Linked DNA regions of Gossypium hirsutum: region 1 is linked to region 2. Evidence: chromatin contacts called from public Hi-C data. All regions are on one chromosome and are shown on one strand. The core of a region is the stretch at or near the end of the contact, and the rest is flanking DNA. Distances in the headings are between cores, read along the strand shown. Region 1 holds the start of LOC107951092 (protein TIFY 10A). Region 2 holds the start of LOC107951082.

Evidence for each region. Hi-C and Micro-C count contacts between places; a contact is called where the count stands out from the background.
Region 1: a contact with region 2 is called in a Hi-C map of leaf, with 2.3 times the contacts expected there. The contact joins the promoter of LOC107951092 here to the promoter of LOC107951082 in region 2. A contact is called at or near these places in 2 of 34 Hi-C or Micro-C datasets (callus and leaf).

What each region holds. Positions count from the first base shown.
Region 1 is chrA06:21,225,488-21,230,564 of Gossypium_hirsutum_v2.1, reverse strand. LOC107951092 (protein TIFY 10A) reads right to left here and starts at 2,504. Exons shown (of 5, transcript XR_001698316.2): 1 at 2,031-2,504; 2 at 1,079-1,546; 3 at 936-993; 4 at 362-586; 5 at 1-281.
Region 2 is chrA06:20,681,809-20,687,571 of Gossypium_hirsutum_v2.1, reverse strand. LOC107951082 reads left to right here and starts at 3,384. Exons shown (of 1, transcript XM_016885992.2): 1 at 3,384-5,216. The coding sequence starts at 4,576. The coding sequence ends at 4,998. LOC107951081 (proteasome subunit alpha type-6) reads left to right here. Exons shown (of 9, transcript XM_041115306.1): 4 at 1-64; 5 at 469-527; 6 at 694-776; 7 at 1,304-1,399; 8 at 1,538-1,576; 9 at 2,213-2,480. The coding sequence ends at 2,305.

The sequences.
Region 1 (5,077 bases), core at 1,255-3,754, 540 kb before region 2:
AAGGCTGTGAACATATCTCTGGTTTTCAGATTTCAAACTTCCAATCAAACAACAGGGCCGAAAAGGGATTATGATGCAAAGGGCAAATCAATAAAGCAGCATACTTGTTGATAACGATATGACTGTGATTTGATATTGAAATTTCAACACTATCCAATCCCCCATTCACATTAGTACTGATTCCAGTTTCTTCATCTTTTTTATACTTCAACACCCAATTTCATACTTCACCTTCCATCGTGCAGACGATGGACAAAGCTTTGATCCAAAAGTCATATCAACTAAAAAAATCAATAGAATAATAATTACATTTATCTAATAATGAAATATTGATTGAGAGTTAGGATCTAAGAGCCGATACCTAGAAACCAATAGACAGCTGAGGAAAAAACAAAAACAGGCTTAAAACCTGCTAAAAAAGGTCTAGGAGGCTTAATAAATAAGCCTCAAAAAAGGTGAAAATTTTCAACTCGGCTGGGACTACTACGGAGATTGAGCAGCCAAACCGAGCCATGACTTGTCGTCGCCTGGCTTGGATGAAGATGCTGTGGAGTTACTTATCTCGTATGGTGCCCTCGTGGTCATCCTGTAAAGTGATCATACAAGGATATGAAAACATCAATAAGTTGTCTAATTAGAGAAGGGAACATTAACTTGGTTCTGTAAAAACTGCATTATGTTATTATCCTGATGAATACAACAATTTATGGGAAGACTCAAATCCTAAAGTCACCAAGATGTAACACTCACACCCTCCCCCCTTTTTTCTATCAAATTTTCTAATATGACTATGAAAAGAATAAAAGAATAGTAGGATACATGAATCAAAACAATCAAGGACACAAAAATTGACTCAAATCACTAGGTCAAAACAAATTACAAAAGGTTTTCTCTCAAAGTATAATTTTTCCATTATTTGATCTCTAGATGCCTACCTATCCTTTCTCTTCTCAAGGAACCGGTGGAGTGAAGCTCTCCTTGCAATTGGTAGATCTGCAAAAAATAGACACCAACTAATAAGAACCCTGAATACAACATGAAAATACCAAACCATAATTCCATCTTCAATAAGGCTTACCGCCGGGAATGGATCGCTGAGCAGATCGTATGCATTCTTGAGTTACCGTGGTGCTGAAATTAGGGGTAGGAGGAACCCCGATACCGGACTCAATTGGACTTGTTGCTATGGTAGAAGTAAAGGGGGCATTGATGTGGGGAGGATTGGTGTTGAAGCTATTGCTTTGAGAGCTGCCTTTGCCAGCTAAAAGCATGATCTCCTTAGCTTTGTCGGCCGGGAAATCGTTGAACACAATCACTTGTCCACCATAAAAGATGGTCATCTGTGCAGTTTGAGGCTCCACTGAAGAACCCAATTTGTTCATGGTGCTTTTCAGAGCATCATCTTTAGGTGATGAAAAAGCAGCTTGATTAGGGAACAAATCCATGGATCTCAGTTTCCGAGGAGGAGGCGCCGCAAGGCAATCATCACCGGATTTCTCATTGACAGGAAACAAATTCATGGTGGGACGCAGCATCTCGGGAGTCTCTGCAACATATCCATAAATAAAACGATACATTAGGCGTTTATGTTTCTGAAACTACCTTCTTTACTAGTTGTATGCTTTCATAATAGAATTACTGGGGCTATTTATAATGGAAAAAGAATAGGGCATTTTAGCAACAGAATATAAAATTGAGGGGATAAATATCGCAATAGAGTTTTGTTGCAAACATGATGATTCAAATCCCCTATACGCACATGGTTAATTTCTTTTCCTGGACTATTTTCAGGGGAGACCGAGAGAATAAAGGCCATGTTTTTTTGACTGTTTTGAACAATAAAATATGAATATGTCAATTTGTAATTTCTGATTTTCAGATCTGAATATTAAAACCATTTTTTTATTTTTTTATTTAAAAAAAAAGAGAGATTAGAGCTTGAAGATTGATTCAATTAAACCGCTTTAAAACGGGCAATTAATCCAAAACTAAAAAATTTAACCCAAAAAACAAAGAACTAAAGAACATACCATTAGCTTCATCGTTGCATGTCATACCCAGACTTAGATCTCCAAAGCTACCTTTCTCCTTCAAGTACTGACTCAACAAGTTACAAGTTTGGGTAAAGCTTGTCTTCTCCGGTGACCTCGTCGGTTTCTGAACCAAAAATTCCGGTGAACACGACATATTCATAGAAACCAGAATCCCAGCTATTTACCCCTTCTGCTCTTTTTTTTTTGGGGGGGGGGGTGGGGTGGGGTGGGGTTCTTTTCTCAGAGAATGATCTTTAAAACTTTACTTACAGCTAAACTAAGGATATGTTCGAAAATTATGATGTTAGGCTAAGCAAAGAGATTTTATTTATAAAAGAGGAAAGAAACTGGCTTTGTTTTTAATCTCAGAAAAAAACAAAGCTCGTAGAGGAAGGTGGGTTAAAAAGCACGAGGAATAAATGAGGTTTTTTTCTAAGCTTGAAAAAAGAAAAAAAGAGATTTTGGGGTGCAGCCCTACAGGTTCCTAACTCGTGAGGGGTGCTTCACTATTATATCGTCTCGTCTCCTTTGATTGGGATTTTCAACACGTGTTCTTTTGTTTTTTATTTTCTGTATCTGTGTCGACGGCGATGTTTTATCAGTTTATTTTTTTATATTTCAATATTGATAAAAGTATCTTCGAAATTCCTTGATTATGGAGATTTAATTAAATTATTATTAAAACAATTATAACTCATTTCACTTGAATTAAAAAAAAATAAAATATGGGGCTATTTTTGTTTACCCAATTACTTTTTTTTTATTAAACACTAGGAATTATAAAGTTGCATATTTGGAGCATATAAATTCTAAATTTCATACCAACTTTGACAGCAAAACTCAATTAGTCTTTGAGATTAGGTTGAAAATAATTTTTTTTTGTCATAACTGGTGTCTAAGTTTTTTTTTCTCTTTGATATTTTGTTTGTTTAACCTTAATTAAAAATGGTTGTATGACAAAAATATTATTATTTATATATTTATAATATATTTTCCTTCCTTTTTCCTCTCATTTTAGATGTTTTATACAAATAAAAATATTTTGAACTTTATGATTTTGATTAAAGTTTTCAAAAGTTTATTAGTGCAGTCAATGTACGGAGCCACACCCAAAGTCATCGTAGGAAACATCATATTTTTATAAGTAATTAAATTTTAATATTATTTTTATAAAGAAACGATAGAATATTTTCCTGAAAACCTCTAGCATTTACTTTTTACTTAAATAAGCACAAAGGTAGTTGGCAAAAAATAAAAAAGCAAAAGAGTAAACGTTATTTCCTCAAAATAAAAAAAAATAAATTGAATTCAGAGTGAGAGGTGTCTGATTTTTTTTGGTTAGAAAAATTGAAAGTTTGATTTTACTGATGAGTAGTTTTCTCAAGTTACAATTTACTTAATTATAAGCATTAAGTTAAACATAAAAATTTAAACAGATGTTTAAAGTGAAAAAAGGGTAGTTTTGTAAAACAAGTCAGCTTAAATATAAAAATTTAAAATGAGTGCATAATCCTCATTTTCTGTGGGCGCCACAAACACCGCCTTCTCTTCTCTTGCCTTCCTTGAATCTCAAAAGAGGCAACCGCACGTTGCTTTCTCCAATAATAATTGCACATGTGCCAATCCACATGCCCCTTTCCCCAATAGGAGCCTGCAAACTTTGGATGCCTCCTGCGCCAAATATCCCTACACCATTTTTATTCTTATTTACATTAATTTACTATTAGTATATTTAAGTTTTGAGCACTTAATTTTAAAATAATTATAAAATAGTCATTAGATTATTTAAAATTTTCATTTCAGTCACCAAACTGTTAAAATCATTATTGTATAGCTTTTTTTTTCATACTATTTACACCAATTGAAAGTTATAGCTTTCTTTTTTCATACCACTTACACCAATTGAAAGTTTTCTTTCTCATTCTTTTCTATGAAACAACTTTAAACATAAGTCCTAATAGTTTTTTGCTCTAATCTTCGACATTGACTGTTAGATCAACTTATATCTAAGGTATATTCTTTCATTCGTCGATGAGTATTAATTGTCGAAACATTGCTTAGAGCTCACTAGCCGAACTTTAAAAAAAAAACTTAACAATCTAGCAACTTAAATAAAACTTTCAAATAGCCCAATGACTTGAATGAAAATTTTCGAATAGTCCAGTGACCATTTCGTAACCTTTTAAAGTTGAATAAGTAAAATGTAAATAGTTTCCAAGCAGCTTCATATCATGAGCGAAAAAGGGTTATTTTAAAATAACATATAATATTTAATGAAATTGGCAGTATTTTTAAATAATATATCAAATTTCGGAATAAAAAAATAAGAAGAACCAAATTTTAAAGAGTACAAGGAGTGAAAGCAAAATTAGACCACAAAAAAAGAGGAAAGACAGAGTCAAAGTAATGTGAGAAACGCGGAGGAAGATAAGGTTGGTGGTGGGTGCACACGCACCGCACACCTCTTAAAGTTAAACGTGGCAGATATTGAGAGGGGGATTGAAGAGAACATTTTTCTCGTGAGGGTGACATGAGAATTGCCGCCTTTTTTTTTCTTTTTTTATTATTATGTATTTTTCTCCGGCAGTGGTGGGTCCCCTGTTTTTGCATGAGGTTGAGTTGAATTTCCTAAAAATAATATTTTTATTTTGGAAAAGAGTCACGGGCGAGCCGACAGGTGAGGGTGAGGAGGTGTAAAAAGGGAGCACGTGATTGGTGTGTGGGTTGGGGTTCTTACTGATGAAACACCCTTCTATTTGGGGGAAATTACGGCACCACACCTAAACGAATCTTTTTTGGGTTGGGGTATTGAGGGAACAGTCCATTCTCATGAAAAAAGCGTGACCCCTCCCACTTTCTATACACGTATCACTTCCTTTTTCACATCATAGTTGTTGTATTTATGACTCTTTCATATAAAATTTAAAACTATTTTAAGTAATTAAAATACATTTTTGTAAAATATTATTTGAATATTTTAGATATTAAAATATAACTATTACCAATTTTAGGAAAACAATTATATCCCGATATGGCTATTACAT
Region 2 (5,763 bases), core at 2,135-4,634:
ATGAAGCAGCTGAGTTTCGTTTCAGATATGGATATGAGATGCCTGTGGATGTATTGTCCAAATGGTATGTTTCTTATATTTTCTTCAGTTGAAAGTAACGATGTTTAGTTGTCTTCCTGTTCGTAGCTGTTGTATTTGTAGAGTTCTTCGAGATAATGTTGAATAAACTTATTGACATCAAGAACTGGTCATTTTGATATAAGCTGGCTGCAAGTTTATGCCTTTGTATGTGTTCCAGTACAAATTGGACAAAAATATATGACCCTGATTCATTACTGCTCATCTTCACATATTGGAGGCAATGCACTTTATTTTCGTTCGTTCGTGAATATAATCTTGGTTCTAAAGTCAATAACTGACTGCGTTTCATGTTACTATTAAATTCATTGATTTTTCTTTGATATATGGGTTTTTGTGCATCTCGATGATTGTACAACTTATTTGGAGTAACGTGCTTTATTGATGTAGGATTGCTGACAAATCACAGGTTTACACTCAACATGCTTATATGAGACCTCTTGGAGTTGGTATGTCTATGATTTCTTTAAAATCTTATGAATATGATTTTGTTTTAATTACTTGTATTTGTAACAGTAGATTTTTTACAATTTTTCAGTTAGATATATGCTAATGTATTTTAAGTAACTTTCTCTAATATTGCCTGTAATATCTTTCATATAATTTTCTGTGAAGTTGCTATGGTGTTGGGTATTGATGAAGAGAAGGGGCCCCAACTCTACAAATGTGATCCAGCAGGCCATTTTTATGGCCACAAGGTAGTTTGCAAATTAATTTTCATTGCTCATTGAGTTTGGATTATTAACATTGGTTCTAATATCTGGTTTCAGAAGCATATGTTATTATTATGGTTATGATTCATTGCTGTTTTCCTATAATAGTTCTCTTTGACCTTATAATTTTCAAACATGTATTTGCATTGTAGATGTAGTAATATAATTGCTGAAGATATTTTTTTTTTGTTTATAATGTATTTCCGATACTGGAAGACCACAAAACCATAGAGTTTGGAAGGTCAAATCCAAATAAAAAAAATTCTTAGAAAGAGATTTATACAACAATCTAATATTGGTTATCCAGTACCATCATATTGTGGGTCTTTGCTACCTTGAGTTAATGATATTGACTATTTCATTTTCTTTGTCTTTCTCTTTAGGCATGAAAGTAGCGTGTTTGTTCTCCAATATGAATTTATTTGTGCAATAGCATGGGTTCAAAATTATTTTTGACCAATTTTATGGTAAGCGCTTTGCTGCTGGGAATAATTTTAACTGGTATGTTGCAGGCAACCAGTGCCGGATCAAAAGAGCAAGAGGCAATTAATTTCTTGGAAAAGAAGATGAAGAATGACCCTGCTTTTACTTATGAGGAAACAGTGCAGGTATTTATACTTTTACTTTTGTTATTAATGGTAAAGGAAGTTTCCAAAGACTGCACGTTCAACAATAGCTAAAATAATCATATTTATATAATGCTTCCTATTACTTCTATTCTTCAGACTGCTATTTCTGCTCTACAGTCTGTTCTTCAAGAGGATTTCAAGGCTACTGAGATAGAGGTATGATGAGGCTGCTCATCCTTCTACTTGTTAGTAGATATAGAATTTATTATCTTACCATTATAAGTTTGCACCATCTAAATGTTTGAATGATTGAATATCGTTGGTGCTTTTCTCATATCTAATAAATGTTTCCTGAAGATAAGCTGTGTATATAATTAGCATAATTTTTGGCCAAAGGAACACCAGTATTAAAGCCTGCTAATTTTAACTACTGTGGACTCCTCTATAAACTATAAGAAGCTCGAGCATACTGTTGATGCGATTTAAAAACGATACACTATGGGGTTGTCCAGACATGCGGAAGCGCCACACACATGTATTTGCCTTTTTAGCCAGATGGACACACCGGTAGTTAAAAGCTAGCTGGTTTGAAGTACCATGGAATCCTGTGTGTAACCTACTAGAAACTTGCACGCAATGCCAATGTGGGATCTGAAGACAACCCACTATCAGGATATCCTTTGTTTGTCTCAGAGTCTGCTTGTGGTGTATTCTCACTCTAATGCATTTGATTATGGTTCTTAATAAAATTGCATAGATATATTCCCTGTACTAGCTGAAACTGGAATTATTGTTGTTTTCCCTCATTTGAACTGTAGTTGACATACATACATATCTTTTAATGTTTGGCAGGTGGGAGTGGTGAAAGCTAATAATCCAGCTTTCAGAGTGTTGTCAACTGAGGAAATTGATGAACATCTGACAGCTATTAGTGAGCGCGACTAGTGAGCATGGACCAATATTAGCTGCTGCAAAAACCTTTCTATTATTTAAAACAACATACATGCTTTAGTTGATCATGATGTTTGAGAGGGATTGAAAGAGGGTTAGAAGAGCTTACATTTATGTTGCCTCCTATTACTGCTCGAAACTTTATAATTAAATTCATGTTATTTCTGAATTGACTTCCTCCAAGATGAAGCAGCTTGCAGGTGCATTTAGATTATAATTGTCTAAAATTGTTGAAAGTCTGCAAATTGCTATTATAGTTTGTCCAGTTAACATGTCCTATGATGAGTTTGATGGGGCCTAATCATATAAGGTCAAGTGCTGTGGTCCATGGTGGTGGGTCTTTGGTTTTTCGTCTCATCTTTCATGACAGCAAACATGTTGCAATGCAATTATCTCTTGGTCTGGATAATACGCAAAAGTAAAATAATATTTCAGATAAAAAGGTAAAGGGTTTAAAAACAAACGCAAAATAGAACAAGAAATGGATAACAATATCCGTATCTATCATAAAAAACATATGCCACCAAACAATGAGGCATCAATTGTAGTTATCTGGTCCCTACAACAAAATGAAGAAAAGATTCCCCTTGCCGGTGAAGGTGTGAAAGAGGAGTCCTCTCATAAGGAAGCTGCCACTGCCACACCTCTTTACCAGTTTTGGCCTTGCCTTTGTCCGTATAGAAGAAGAGTGAGCAAATCTTGCACATGGTTCATTTGCCTTGCACCATTGTCTTTTTCTGACGTTGAATGAAGTCTGATACCGCTCTCTTTTAGCATGAAAAAGAGTAGACATACGAATTCTTAATTAAACTTAGCTAAACCTTTGCAGCATGGTTGGAGAAAAAGAACGTCATAAGCTTTGGCCGTCACAGACAATAAAGCCTCCTCCTTTAGCTGTTCTGATTCCAACCCAAGCTAAGTCTCTTCCTTTTCTGTGCAGTCTTTTGATCGAGCTGTCCCTGGTTTCAGCACAAAATACACCATTTTTATCTACAAAATCCTTTCAATAATCCTTCTCCCAAGTTTAGTCACCCTCTACTAGAAGAAACAAACAAAGTGTCTAAAAGATAAAAAATAATACCTTAGCAAGCTTACCTGCAACAAGTATTTTGGATGCCAGTGGCACTTCCAAGTAGGTGAGGAGATATAGGCAAGATGAAGACGATTTGAAGTACCGAGTTCATCAGAAAAACCCATGAAAAAGACCCAACAACTTCTGAAGGGAACTGAAAAATGCTGCTACAAAGATGTTTGTTTGAGAGAAATCTCTGATAGTGAGATATGATGATTGTGAACTATTCTAAATGCTATGATTTGAATTTTCTGCTGGATTAATAAGAAGAGTAGTTGGAATTGTGTATAGGACTTCCACTACCCTCCAATTATCAAGGACCAGATGTCCGCTGAAATGGAAGAAGATAAGAAAAAGACCCATAGTTGTAATATTTATAACCAAAAGATTAAAACCCGGATTTTGAACATCATTATAGTAATGGACAGTTTCATTGATTAAAAGCTTCATATTAGATCAGCATTGCGGGATTATATGGGAATACATTTACTGCCATTACAGTAGAAACCTCAAATATGGTTCTATATTTTCTTTTAAGCTGGCCTCAGTTTCATAAGATTTGGAGCAATGCATTGAAGAGTAGTATCTCAACGCTGAACCTGAACATATTCATATACGGTCAGTTAATGTAACTTTTATGATCGTGGTTATGAATTTTATACGGAAAAAAGTTTCATCTTGATTAGGTTTTTGATTTAAAAGTATATTGTTGCTGTGGTCACATCTGGCTGTCTGGTGGCAGCAATTTTAGCAGCCGCAGGTTTTCATTTGAATCCCAAAGTCTCAATCACTTGGAGTTTTATCAACCATGCCAAAATCCACAATACTTGGATCTATAATGGGTTTAATTTATCCTCATCTCATTTAGGTTAATGAGTTTTTATTATTTTAGTTTATGTTGGAATATATTTCATAGTAATTTTGATAATTTCTGATTTATCTGTGGGACAGCCACAAGCATGGCAAATGGAAATTGGCAACCATTTTATTCTTTCGCTTAAATTTCATTTGTCTGTTTTTTTTTTTTTATCACATCTCCATGACACAATCTTTTTTAACTTACCTGTTCCTCTCCCTTCACAATATAAGAGTTACACAGAACACAAAACAGAAAACATTAAACATAGTCTAGAAAACATAGAAATAAGAACAGATCAAAAAACGAAGGAATATTCAATGTTTGTTCCCTGCAATGGCGGTTTCAAGCATAGACACTCAAAACCCACCCAGCAAAGCGACAGCTCCGATCGAAATTCACTGCGTTAAATGTGAGTCCTGCGGCTTCACAGAGGAGTGCACCCTTGCATATATACTGCGTGTCCGGGAACGTTACCAGGGCCGTTGGATTTGTGGGCTGTGCATCGAGGCCGTCAAGGATGAGGCTCTGAGATCGGATACGCTTATTTCCACCGAGGAAGCACTGGACCGACACATCAAATTCTGCAATCAGTTCAAGGCGAATAGTCCTTTAGATGAAACGGAGCACCCTATCTCGGCCATAGGGAGGATTCTTCGTCGAAGCCTGGATTCACCCCGGTCTCTTAGGTCTAACTCAAGTGGAGTCTTGCCAGGATTTGAAGAAGTCACTCAAGGCTCCATCTCTTCATCCGTATGAGAGCTGTTTCTCACCTCTTTCCGGCTTGATTATTCTTCCCAAGTTTTACGGTTACTTGGTCAGTGCATGGAAAATAGAGGAATTCTGTTTCAATATCAGATTGTTAATAATTATATATGTCTTAATTGCTGTAATGTTTTGGAATCTGAATTTAATGAACCTTGTAGTGTAAACAGCATGTATATCTGATGAACAGCTTCGGCTTTCAAAGTTTCTAAGATTTAGAGTATCTGAGTATGTTCTCTGTGATGAGCACAATCCCAGCATATTATAATCTTTACAGCATGTGTTATATATTATGACTTGGAACAGCCCAGATTAGCCAGCTGCCACTCTAGCTGCTGTGCAGTCTCAATTAGCAAGATGTACAACATAAATATCTTGGTTTTTCTTTTTGGAACTTTCCCAACCCATAAAAAAAGAAAAGAAAAGAAATTCCGACATTTTTGAAGAATCTAATTGCCCCAAGACCAAGGGGGTTGTGGCAAAAGAACATTGCTCCGAGTCACTGCTGTTTTTGACTTAGAATTCCCCTGGATTCATGGGTCAAGCAAGGTCGTTTCTGGCACTTTTTCAGTAGTAGTTTCACCTAACCTATAATAAATTTAGCCTTCATTCTAGCTTGGGGGAACTGGGACACCAGACCTAGAGCTTTGAGAATCCTTTTCTTAATAAACTTTCCTTCTAATGTAGTTGCATTCCAAGTGTGGCGATTTTTATTTAAGTGAGCCCACACTGAATGCAATGGGGATGGGATGAGCAGCA